Linked DNA regions of Mus musculus: all the other regions are linked to region 3. The links are chromatin contacts, called in public HiChIP or PLAC-seq and promoter capture Hi-C maps. All regions are on one chromosome and are shown on one strand. Each heading gives the region's core, a stretch centred on a gene start, on an enhancer-like site or on the middle of the called end of the contact. The rest is flanking DNA. Distances are from core to core; before and after follow the strand shown. Region 1 holds the start of Arpc5l (actin related protein 2/3 complex, subunit 5-like). Region 2 holds the start of Lhx6 (LIM homeobox protein 6). Region 3 overlaps Rc3h2 (ring finger and CCCH-type zinc finger domains 2).

Region 1 (3,696 bases), core at 884-3,383, 1.6 Mb after region 3:
TCCGGAGTTCAAGCCTTCTTTATTACACCAAGATATATTAATGAAACCGTCTCCAGAGAGATTCCAAATCGTGCTGGTAGCTTAGTTCCGTGGTAGTGTTTCCCTGGCATGCACAAAGCTGTGTGCATTCCCGGCACTGATACAAGAATAAATAAAAGCTCCGAAACAGAGTCTTGCTTTATTGCTAGTACCAGTTTATATCTTGGCAAGTCCCTTCGCGTCTCCGGTTAGTGTATCTTTGAGGATTAGAGGAACTAAACTGAAAACCTGCAAAGCTCCCAGCCAAGACCTGATATGTAAAGATTGGGGAAATTATAACATGGTTAAAGTGCACATGACCCTTTGCCTACAGTCCCAGACAGACCGCTAGCATCTAGATCAGAACAAAGCAGACGATGTTGGGTTTGTGTGATGAGTTGACCAAACTGACCAATTGGAGCCCTTTCTTTGCCAAGCTCCATTCAGCAGCTGCCCATTTTTCCAGCAGTTTCTCAATTGTTCATGACTTGATGCTGATAGAAGAGGTACTCAAGGTACTGTAATGAAAGCTGGGCGTGGTGGCGCACGCCTTTAATCCTAGCACTCGCGAGGCAGAGGCAGGCGGAGTTCGAGGCCAGCCTGGTCTACAGAGTTCCAGGACAGCCAGGGCTATACAGAGAAACCCTGTCTCGAGAAAACAAAACAAAACAAAACAAAACAAAAAACCAAAAACCAAAAAAACAAAAAAGGTACTGTAATGAACATTTTTTAGTCACCTCCCATCCCAAGTGTAGCAGCGTACCCTTGTATCCTAAGTGCTCTTAAGTACCAAGCTGAGTTAAGCCATGTGTTTGTGTGCCTGTTTCCAGAGCCAGTCTTGAAGGTCTCTGAGGGTTTAATGCTTTTCAGGCCCAGGATGGGGATACTGGTTGGATAGAATGAATAAGCCTTTTGTAAATGGGATAAGGAGAAATGAACCGAGTGTGGATTAGTTTTAAATGGAAGTCTAAAGATGACCAGGATTCTACTAGAGTTACAAATATACATCATATTTCTGGACATTTTTTGTAGTGCTAGGATTAAACCCAGGATTCACAATATTTTTGAATTCCCAATTACATTCCCCATCTTTGAAGACAAAAAACTTACAGGCACTGTACTTTGCCATCCCTGATGTAATTAAGACAGCCCTTACATTTTTAAATTTTACATGTACCATGTATGTGCTGTGCCGGCAGAGGTGACTGGATCTCCCTGGAGGTGGAGTCGCAGAGCACTGTGAGCTGCTATGTGGATGCTGGGAACTGAACCCAGGTCTCCAAGAATAGCACTTTTTTTCTTTTTTAAATTTCCCGACAGGGTTTCACTCTGTAGTCTTGGCTGATCTAGAACTATGTAGTCAAAACTATCTAGAACTCACAAGAACCCCCTGCCACTGCTTCCTAAGGGCTGGAATAAGGCATGTGCCACATTACTCGCTATGTGTAGCAGGAGCAAAACCATGTCTCACCTAATTTTTTTTGCTCGAGTTCTACTAGGTTAAAATGTAATAGTTTTCTTTTTTTTTAATATTTTTTATTAAATAGTTTTCATATAGTTACAAGAAAAGATTCATTTTAGCCTACGTCTGAAATAGAAAGAATCCTGGGGATTCTGCAGCTTTCGCCTCCTAAAATATGCCTCTTCAGTCAGGAGTACAGGTGGCCACAGAATCCTCTTTAATTTTCGGAACGCCCGCAGGAGTCGTTACATCCTCAAGAAAGGATGTTATCAAGCGTCCTGCCAGCCCCTGGGTTACACATCAACGCCTTTAAAGCCGTTTACTTTTAACAAAGTGGGTCCTCTTGTGGGTCAGTGCTTAAGAGACTCCGGCACTGCGCGTCACTCCCTGCCATCCCTTAGCTCTAAGATTTCTTCCTCCGGAGCGGACAGAAGCGCTGGCTATACCAGCAGCCCGGCTTCGGAGAGGACAGAGTTACGGCTGCAACGCCTGACACCACTTCATCAGCATTCCACGATCCCACGGCGCAGTTCCGCCCACAAGAGCTTCCGGTTCCGGCGCATCCCGGAAGTGGGCGGGCGACGGCGGCTGCGCGCGGAGGAGGGGAGGCGGTGCCTGGCGGCCGCTTCCCGCCCCCAAGCGGAGCCGGTGCGGAGGGGAGCCGGGAAAGAGCGAAGCCTAGGCGGCTGAGTGGCCGCCGCGCTCCCGCCATGGCCCGGAACACACTGTCCTCACGCTTCCGCCGCGTGGATATCGACGAATTTGACGAGAACAAATTCGTAGACGAGCACGAAGAGGCAGCGGCGGCGGCGGGCGAGCCAGGCCCCGACCCCTGCGAGGTAGACGGGCTCCTGCGGCAATATCCTTCCCGGCGCGGCGGCCCGGCTCGGCCTTCGCACCCTGATCACCCCAGCCCCAGTCTCCCGGTCCTCCGCCCAACCCCAGCCCCTCCCGGCTCCTGTCAGTCCCAGGTTCTCCCGGTCTGTGGTTGGCCTTACGCCTTTCTCAGCAGCGCAGCCCTGGAGCTCCTCTCCCTCTGCTCTGCTGCGCTCCGCATCCTTCTGGGTGTCCGTGCATCGGCCTTGGTATCCCTTTATCCCTCCTTATAGTAAGCGGGGTCATTCCCAGGTGCTGCCCTCAGGAGGGACCGAGGTGAACCACCTTGGATTCATTGAGCAGCCAGGGCCACTGCCCTACTGCGCTTGTCTAACTGGCTTTCTTGGGCCCGATTGTAGCCCGGCGTGAAAATAGGTGGGTGGATGGTTGGAGGAAGACTGACTAGAGGGCGGAGGTGGGGGAGGTGTGCTTTAAGGTCCAGCCCTCAGGTGTGATATGGCCTGCTACCTTTTCTCACCTGTCGCCACTTTCCTCAGCACGTTGGGTTTTGCGCCTTTATGGACCAAGTACATTCAACAAGTAATGCGACTCTGCCATTAACCGCCTTGTGCAGAAAGCGTGGAAAAAGCTAGTGATTCAGAGCTCAAAAACACCATACAGTGTCAAATGTAAAAGTGGCTCCCCACGACTGAAAATGACTGCTGGTGGCCACAGAAAACAAGCATTTAGAACAGAAGAGTAAAAATAGAGGTGATTGTCACAGCTGGCTTGGTCTCTTAGCAGTTTGAGCACCACAGGAAACTGATTTATTCTCACAGGAAGATTTTTTTTTTCTTTATTCAAATAGCTTGACAGGAAGTGTGTACCCCTCCCCCGCACTTGCCAGGGTAGGGTTGGAGGCTCTTGCTGTATATAAATCAGGTTCTGGCTGTTTAATCAGTTGACTCAGCCTGGGAAGTCAGGTGTACCGCTTTTGGGAGGAGTCCTATAGTGCTCCTCTAATATATCTTGAAAACAACCCTTTTAGACTGAACAAGAATATGTTTTTGAAATGTGGAGATTTCAAACTTATTTCCTGCACCATTCTGATGGTTAAATTGGGTCATGAGAAGGCCCCTAGAGGGAAGATTGGTTTTTAGAATGGTGCAGGGTACTGACTGGTTTATGTGCAGGTACTGTTGACAAGGCTCCAGAACGATGCATTTGGGCCAGAATCCTAATTATATTGATGAAGAGACTGGGATCTGTCAGCTTCTGCTTTGGTGTTGTTGCTGGGCCTTGCTGAAGTCCCTGGCTGTTTTTTCTTCTCTCTCTCTCTTTCTTTCTTTCTTAGGCAGCTTAGAGGCATTGGCTTAGCTTATAGAAGAGATTGCTTCTAC
Region 2 (3,800 bases), core at 881-3,380, 1.3 Mb before region 3:
CCGGGTCAGCAGGCGTCTGCTGCGTGGCTAGAAGCTAGGCTCCTGCAAGATATTGAGCGGCTAGGGACAGGCAGAACCATGAAACCAGGGAAGATAGCTTGTGAGCTACGGTGAACAGGATTTACAATTTATGCACCGCGGCGCAGAGTATATACAGCCCAGTGAGTGAAATGCAACACGACTCTCCGAGAGCCAGTCCTGGAGGCCCAAAGTTAGAACCTAGACCTAGGCAGAGCTGAAGCCTGGGCAGAAACGGTGTCCCAGCAGTGGAAGGAACGGGAGCCTGGGGTCAAGGCGTGACTCCAGATTTAAACAGCGACCACCGCAAGAGTCGAGGCGAAGGCATTGATCGATGTTGGTGCTTAGGACTAAGCACTAGGATCTGAGCTAGGGCTGGAGTCAGATGTGGCGTTGGCACTTGGGGCTGGAGCAGATCTGAGCCCAAAATTGAAAGCAGAGCGAAGCTAGAAGGAGAGTCCCGAGCCTAGTTCAGGATCCCTCCCAGGACAGGCTACGTACGGCACAACTGGAGCTCAAGTTGGAACCAGAGCTGAGCTTACTAGAGATGGAACGGGATGGTTACCGGGATCCGAATGATCCGGGCCAGAGCCTCGGACATCAGAGCTCAACAGAACACACTGGTGCTCGGGGCCAGAAAAGACCAGAGATGGAACCAGACCCGTGGCCAGCGCCTGTCAGATCGGAGGAACCCGAGGCAGATCCCCCGCCAGAACTCAGGCTGAGACTGGCGCTCCCTTCTGTGTAAGACGTGCTGAGTAGGAGGGCCGGGCCAGTGCGCTGAGCCGCGTTGTGCACTCTGAACAGCAGGGCTCAGGAATTGGAGAGCACAGGCCACACAAGTGGCCTAGGCACGCGTGTGCAAGGCGTTCATGCTCCAGCGCTTGCTGGCGGGATGGCCGCTGCCTACCTGAAGTAGTCCATCTTGCAGTAGATCTCCTTGTTCTTGATGTAGCAGCTATTCTGCTGCCTCAGCGATGTGCGACACACGGAGCACTCGAGGCACCGCACGTGCCAGATGAGGTTGTTGACCTGGGGAGGGGGCAGAGGTGGGGGTCGGCTTGGCGCGGGCCTCTTTCACGCCCGCCCCCAGCCTCCCCAGCCTCATTTGCAGAGACAGAGAGACACTGAAGCTCAGAAGGGGCGTATGGCTTCCCTACTTTTCTTCTATAATACAGAGAGGCTCAAGGAAATTGAGATACAGCCTTGCATTCTCTTGTTGGAACCGGGGCAAAAGGAGACCTCCTGTTTGGGAACACTTGCCCAAAGCTGCGCGATCGGTTAGCGGTTGGATTGGGAGGCCGAGGAAAATGGACCTGGCAAGGTCATTGCTTCCCTACAGCTCTTGGGGCTGCAAACCACACCCGTGGGCAAGCAGGCACACCTACCCTGACTCACCTTGAGCAGATACCGGTCCAGGATCTCCAGACCGCAACTGGAGCAGATATTCTTGCCGGCAGACGGCACGGAAGAGGCAGCAGAGGGCGGCGAGCAGACAGACGGTGTGCTGGGCGTACATGGGGAGGCTCTACCTTCGTCCTTGTCCAGAGCGCCTGCCAAGGCCTCTGCGTCTGACTGAGCCTGAAATGGGAGAGAGGAACAGCGAAGCGCTTAGCCGAGTACTCAGAGTTGAATCTGGTTTCCTCGCGCACCGACTGACACCGAAATGTGCCAGGGATGTCGCGCCCTAGGCTGGAGTACAAGAATGAAAGGACCTATTGGAGAAGAAGGGACGGCCCCCAACTTTTAACACAGCGCATCCTGGGTGCAGGAAGCAGCCAAAGCTCACATTCCAGGCCAGAAAAACCAAGGCTCAACGAGAGGCGGCTCCTATCGGCAGTTTTCCAGCGCAGGGGTAGAGGTTGGTAGCCGGAAGGCTGAGCCAGAAGCCCTGGCCTGTGCTGTTGGGGGGACTCGGGGCCGAAAGCAGGACCGAAAGGACTCACCATGGCAGGCGGAGCGGTCCCTTCGAGACAGCGGGTGGTCGCTTTGCAGCCGGACCCTGGCTGGGCCATCACCTGGGGGAGGGGGAGGGAATGCAGGCGACGGCGGCTGCTGAACTGGCTCGGAGCTGTCAGAGCCCAGCGCCTCCCCTCGCCTGTTATATAAACCGGCGCTGAACAATGAGTCCTAACTTTGTAGTGGGCATTTAAAGCCCTTCCCCACAAAAGCGGTGTCTCTCTAATGAAGCAATTTGAATTTGGATTGGGTTTTTTTCCCTCTCTCTCCCCCTCTCCCTGCACTTAACCCGTGGCTCTTGAAGTAATCGCTTAGTTCCTTTGCAATCCAAGCCTCTGAGGGGGAAAAAAAACACGCGCACACACACAAACTACCTGCAATTAGAAATTGTCGTGAATGCCCAAGATAAGAGGTAGCCAGAGTGTCAATTCCAACTGTCAATCAGTGAGATCCATCAGGCCGCCCAAAGAATTGCAAATTTGATTTTTTAATGGTAGTAATTAAAAATCGAATTTTTTTCTCCCTCCGCCCCCTCCCTTCTCCTACTCTCGGTACAAAATGCAAAAAGGAGAAAAGAGAGAAAGAAAGAAAATAAAAAGGAGATGGGGGTGGTGGTGGTGGTAGTGGTGGTGGTGGTTGAGAAAATAAAACCCAGAGCGCTAGGAGCATCCGCCCGCTCGACGCGCGCCGGGAAATTGAAGCGGGGATATTGACACCGATTCAAACGCCTTTGGAGGGCCAGTTCAAGGGAAGCCCCAAGCCAAAGAGGGCGAGATCGGCGAGTGAAATGAGGCCAAAAAGAGAAAAGAGAGGCCTCTTGGAGGAGGAAAGAGAACCCTCCAGACTCTTGGAGCTCCCGGGACCGGCCCCTCATCGAGATCCTCAGCGTTGCGCCGGCACAACCTCTGGCGCATCGGCGCTATCAGCGTCTATTCAGACGGACAATACTGGCCTCGCCTCCTCTTGATTCGCCTATGTCTTTGCTAAATCGCTTTTTGAGAAATTCCTCCAACATTTGCATAATGTGTTCCCGCTTTCCGCGACCCCCCACCCCCGCCTGCCCGCTCGCACGCTCACACACTTGCAGACACACTCTCCCGGGCTCACTCAGCACCCCTCCTTCCTGCTGCCGCCCGCCACCCGACCCGGCCCGGTTGAATCCCGGCTCCCGCTGGCCCCAGGATCCCCGACGCTCACCCACTCGCCTGCTTGCTCACCTGGTCGGTGGTGGGGCCGCCCTCCGCCGGCAACCGGCAGCCCTCGGGCAGCGCCGGGGCGGCGCTCTCATGCTTCCAGTACATGGGCCCGGGAGCGGGAGGGCTCGGTGGGCGCGCAGTGCGAAGAGAGGCGCAGAGTGGGGCCTCGGGCGTCCTGGGGGCAGAGGCTGCTGGGAGAGCTGGAGAACCGAGGCTCCGGCCCCGCCGCCCCGGGCCCAGCCCCAGCTCCCCGCCCCCGGCCTGAGCGCAGTCCTGGCCTCCCTGGCTGCCAGCACCACTGCCTCTGAAGAAGGTCCCGACAAACTTGGAGAGGTCCCTGCAGCTGCTTCTGCGGCTGCCGCCTCCTCCTCCTCTTCCTCCTCCTCCTCTTCCTCCTCCTGTTCTCCCTCCTCGTTGTCCTCCTCCCCTTCCAGCTGCGGCGACGACCGCCCTGCCGCTGGAGCCCCGCTCCGTTCAAGATGAGTCATGCGTGACCAATCCCCTCCCCGCTAAGAAGAGCGAGACACTCCAAAGGAGGCAGAGACTCAGAGACATACACACACAGAGAGACACACTGAAACTAGGCGCTACAGGGAGACTCTTGGAACATGCTAACATACAAAGACA
Region 3 (3,859 bases), core at 907-3,406:
AGAAATTATTCATGTTTTTAAGTATGGGTAATGTTAGCCAATGTTCTACTACTACATGGTTCAAAGTCTTATCAACCTAACAGTCAGAAAACAAGAAAATTAAACCCAACATGAAGTAACAATAAACAATATCTAACTAAATAATGCAATGAACACCCAAATTAATTTCTTTAAATTAAAGACCCAGCAATACCATCTTGTTAGTCAGTGCAAACGCTACATACAGGGTTTTCTCAAGAAAGCTGAAAGCACCTGATTCTTTTGCCAAGTCATCAGATTCAATAATGTACAGGCTTAAATCTGCATTTTAAAAAATTGCCATTACATTAGTGCATAATTTATCAAAATTGTAAAAACGATTCTGCATAACTTAGGAGAATTTAATATCTAGTACATCAGCTGAAAGACTTAGGCACTTGGTTATATTTTTAATTAATTACTTCAACAAGTAGCCTGTGTATAAATATTAACAAAGCAGAAACTATTCTTGAAAAATGGAAAATTAAAAAATTAAATGCTACAGATAAAAGCACTGCACTACACTTCTACATATAATGCAGTAAAGAAAGCTATTATAACCCTGTAAAACTCTATGGTAAGAACATCTAACTCCACTCTCAAAAAAAAAAAAAAAAGACAGAAAAGAAAAGGAAAAACAAAACAAAACAAAACAAAAAAAGAAAGAAAGAAAAATCCATGCAAAGTCCAATGAAAAAGATAAATAAAGCAGCTGGAATGAGATGGAAATTTCTCTCAGTGAAACATAAAATAGAAATAAGTTAATTAACTCTACTTTCACTAGATGTATCATTGTAGGATCCTGCTAGTTTAATAACTGAGTTGTTAATTTACTGTAGAAGCCATTTAAAATAGGAAATGGCTCAGTTACTGCACCGGATTGCTACAAACTCATAAAAAGCTGCTTGAAGCTTAAGTTAAATGTTGTCCAAATTCCAATAATTTCTGGAAAGTGAACATTACCCTAGTAAAGTAAATTTTCTTTTTTTTCATAATGCTAATGCAAGAGGGCTTGAAGTATCAAAGAGTCCACAGGAAATGGATGCCCCCAGTAATATCTTTTTTTTTAAAAAAAATATACATTATATAATATATATTATATATATAAAAAGCTAGTGTAAATGCTTCCATGGTGTGGTCACAGATTTGAAAGCTGAGCCTCCTTTCAGCTGTTAACCATCTTCCCATTTGCAATAGGTTTTAAAAAGTCGTTTTTATCTTCAGACATAACGTGAGTTTTCAGAATGAGGTTGCCAACACTGACAGATGTGGTGATGGGGAGGCAGCTTGCACTGCTAATAGACATTGGACGTGGCTGGCTAAAGCAAGATGTTACCGGCAGAATTGGTTTTTGCTCCTCCCTGAGAGAAAATGACAGTGAAAGCAAATTAACTTATGTACAATTTAAGAGTTATCACATTTGCTCTCTGAAAGCTACTTCAAACTCTAAGCCCACAGAAAAGCCTATCTTCTTTATTAAAAAATGTATTAAGTAGGGGCTAAAGAGAAGGCTCAGAAGTTAAAGCACAACTGCTACTCCAGAGGACCTGGGGGTTCAACAGCCAAAACCACACAGCAGTCTGTAACTCCAATCTCAGAGGAAGCAATGTCCTTCCGGGCCTCTTTGGGCACAAAGCTTGCACACACATAGACATATATGCAGTCAAAACACCCATACACATAAAAGCTAATAAATAAAAATTAAATAATTTTTAAAGTATTACAAGTCACTAAAAAGGTCATATTTTCAAAATTTAAAAATTAAACTTGATAATTTGTGTCATCTAATCAGTATTTTAAGACCAGGACCAAATATTTGGCAAAAATTATACAAAATAGCAATATAATAGCCAAGAACATCATAACAAGATTTTTTAAAACAAGAAACATTCAGCACAGGTTTTTGTTTGCTTTAGTTTTTAAGGTTTTTTAAAATAAAATTTATGTATACAGTATTTTGCTTTCATGTATGTATGTGCACCACATGTGTACAATGCCCTTGGAGGTTGCAAGAGGGGGGTTGAATCACTTGAAACAAGAGTTATGGATGGTCATAAGCCACCATGTGAATGCTTAGGCTCAGGAACAAACCTGAGTCTTCTACAAAAAACAAGTGCGCTTAACTGCTGAGTCACCTCTCCAGCCCCTTGTGGTTTGCTTTTTAGACTTTGTGGTTTGTCTTCCTCTGGAGTCCATGACAACTTAGAGCATATAAATAGCAGATTCTGCCTGTGCTTCCCAAATACTGAAATAATCTAGGATTTATTTTTCCATCCTATGATCTTCAAGTTTGGTCAAATTGAAGAACTATAACCTGATGTTAGAGATAAGAGAACTTTCATTCCCAAATTGAGTTTTGGTTTTAAAATAAACTGCTTTACTAGTTCAAATTCCTCTAAAAACACAGACTGACCAAATCATTACTTTATTATACAAGGTTTCCCCATAAATAGAAAAAGGCAAAAAAAAAAAAAAACAAAAAAAAAACAAAAAACCAAGAATCTACCAGCACATCTAGCGCTAAGTATTGATCGCCTCTACCCTCTGATTATGAAGGGTCTGTCTAACACTCACAGAATCACATGGTCTTCACCTAAACTCTGTCTCTTCGGCTTTCCTGGGTCCTTCTGGTGCTGCTGGGCTGGATGACCATTTTCCACTGCTGTTCCATTGAGCAACTGGTCATTTTGAGAACTGATACCAAGTTGTATGTCCAAAATTTCCTGAGAAAATAAAATGTTAATCCTTCAATATGACAGTATTTTATGTATTTTAATTTGCAACAAAACAAAGCCACTACTTATCCAATTGAGGAACTTACTTCAATTTGTTCACTCTGGCCATCAGGTTCATCAGTATCAAGGGCTGAAAGCTCTAACTCAATATCCCTATCAGGCTTTGTATCTACAGTGTCTTCTGTGTAGTCATTCTATAAATTAAAAAAAAATTATATTAATTTTATACCTGCAGAATCTCTTTTAAATAAAAATAAGAAGCCTAATGGTACAGTTAAAGATTTAGTTCAGAAGTCTGAGAGTGTATTGCTGAGAGGTTCGGTTCCCTTACCTCTCCATTTCTTAGTTCAATTTCCTTGCTTAGAAGATTTAAAGTAAGGTGACGGCCTTCATCCAGGGAATTCCACTTTTGTTGCATGGCCAGAGCATTAGCTTCCCTCTGAAGAAGTAATGAGTTACTCTTGGCCTCCATGAAGAGAGAAGAAAACATAAGCTTAGCTTTCAATTATTATTTTACGTTTTAAAAATCAAAGCTAAATATATAGAGCCTACCTGCTGAAGTTCAATGCTCAAAAGGTCTCCGGTACTAGAATGCTTTCTATGACCAGATAAATCAGTAACAATGAATCTGTCCCTTTAAAAAGAATTATATTTACTGTAGTTAAAGTGAGACATAAAGGAGCCAAAGCAATAATGACTCTATGTTCTTTGTAACGATCACTGAATGTGTTTTAGTCACTATTCCAAATGTAAAATTTGTTCCAGAAAGTTTTTTTTTTTTTTTTTTTTTTTTTTGAGACAGGGTTTCTCTGTGTAGCCCTGGCTGTCCTGGAACTCACTCTGTAGACCAGGCTGGCCTCGAACTCAGAAATCCGCCTGCCTCTGCCTCCCAGGTGCTGGGATTAAAGGCGTGCGCCACCACGCCCAGCATTCAGAAAGTTTTTACACAGCTCAAATTAGCAAGGCTTAATCCATGGACAACCAGTAATGATTTTTCTATTTTAGGTGCATGTAAGTTTGAGAGTAAAGGAAATGAGAGTATAGTTACCGTTCAATATAGTGTGCTGATGATGTAGCATCGTTGCCATATGAACTCCACCTTGAAT

Evidence for each region. Promoter capture Hi-C pulls out the DNA fragments that hold promoters and counts their contacts. HiChIP or PLAC-seq counts read pairs in DNA pulled down with a chosen protein or histone mark.
Region 1: a contact with region 3 is called in a promoter capture Hi-C map of the HPC-7 cell line, with 5 times the contacts expected there. The contact joins the promoter of Arpc5l here to the enhancer-like site in region 3. A contact is called at or near these places in 11 of 39 promoter capture datasets (the C10 cell line, the HPC-7 cell line, cranial neural crest and 7 more), 2 of 484 Hi-C or Micro-C datasets (CD4 T cells and CD8 T cells) and 4 of 9 other capture datasets (adipose tissue, liver, macrophages and 1 more).
Region 2: a contact with region 3 is called in an H3K27ac HiChIP or PLAC-seq map of the NIH/3T3 cell line, with 11 times the contacts expected there. The contact joins the promoter of Lhx6 here to the enhancer-like site in region 3. A contact is called at or near these places in 2 of 39 promoter capture datasets (embryonic stem cells and stem cell-derived epiblast-like cells), 6 of 115 datasets of contacts at active chromatin or transcription factors (the NIH/3T3 cell line, embryonic forebrain, embryonic stem cells and 2 more) and 1 of 9 other capture datasets (embryonic stem cells).

Annotation. Positions count from the first base shown.
Region 1 is chr2:39,006,006-39,009,701 of GRCm38.p6, forward strand. It overlaps Arpc5l (actin related protein 2/3 complex, subunit 5-like), which reads left to right and starts at 2,134. Exons shown (of 4, transcript NM_028809.1): 1 at 2,134-2,339. The coding sequence starts at 2,191.
Region 2 is chr2:36,101,930-36,105,729 of GRCm38.p6, forward strand. It overlaps Lhx6 (LIM homeobox protein 6), which reads right to left and starts at 2,131. Exons shown (of 9, transcript NM_001083126.1): 1 at 1,965-2,131; 2 at 1,417-1,599; 3 at 929-1,050. The coding sequence starts at 2,033.
Region 3 is chr2:37,374,050-37,377,908 of GRCm38.p6, forward strand. Rc3h2 (ring finger and CCCH-type zinc finger domains 2) reads right to left here. Exons shown (of 22, transcript NM_001100591.1): 17 at 3,802-3,859; 18 at 3,306-3,387; 19 at 3,085-3,219; 20 at 2,840-2,947; 21 at 2,593-2,741; 22 at 1-1,379. The coding sequence ends at 1,184. Among named protein-coding and RNA genes, the nearest start is that of Pdcl, 17 kb to the left of the region's middle. Within about 2 kb of position 2,157, at least 35 of the 459 cell types and tissues checked have an H3K27ac peak or open chromatin away from gene starts, as enhancers often do. A contact at or near this core is called in the HPC-7 cell line, the NIH/3T3 cell line and pre-B cells, where this site is marked.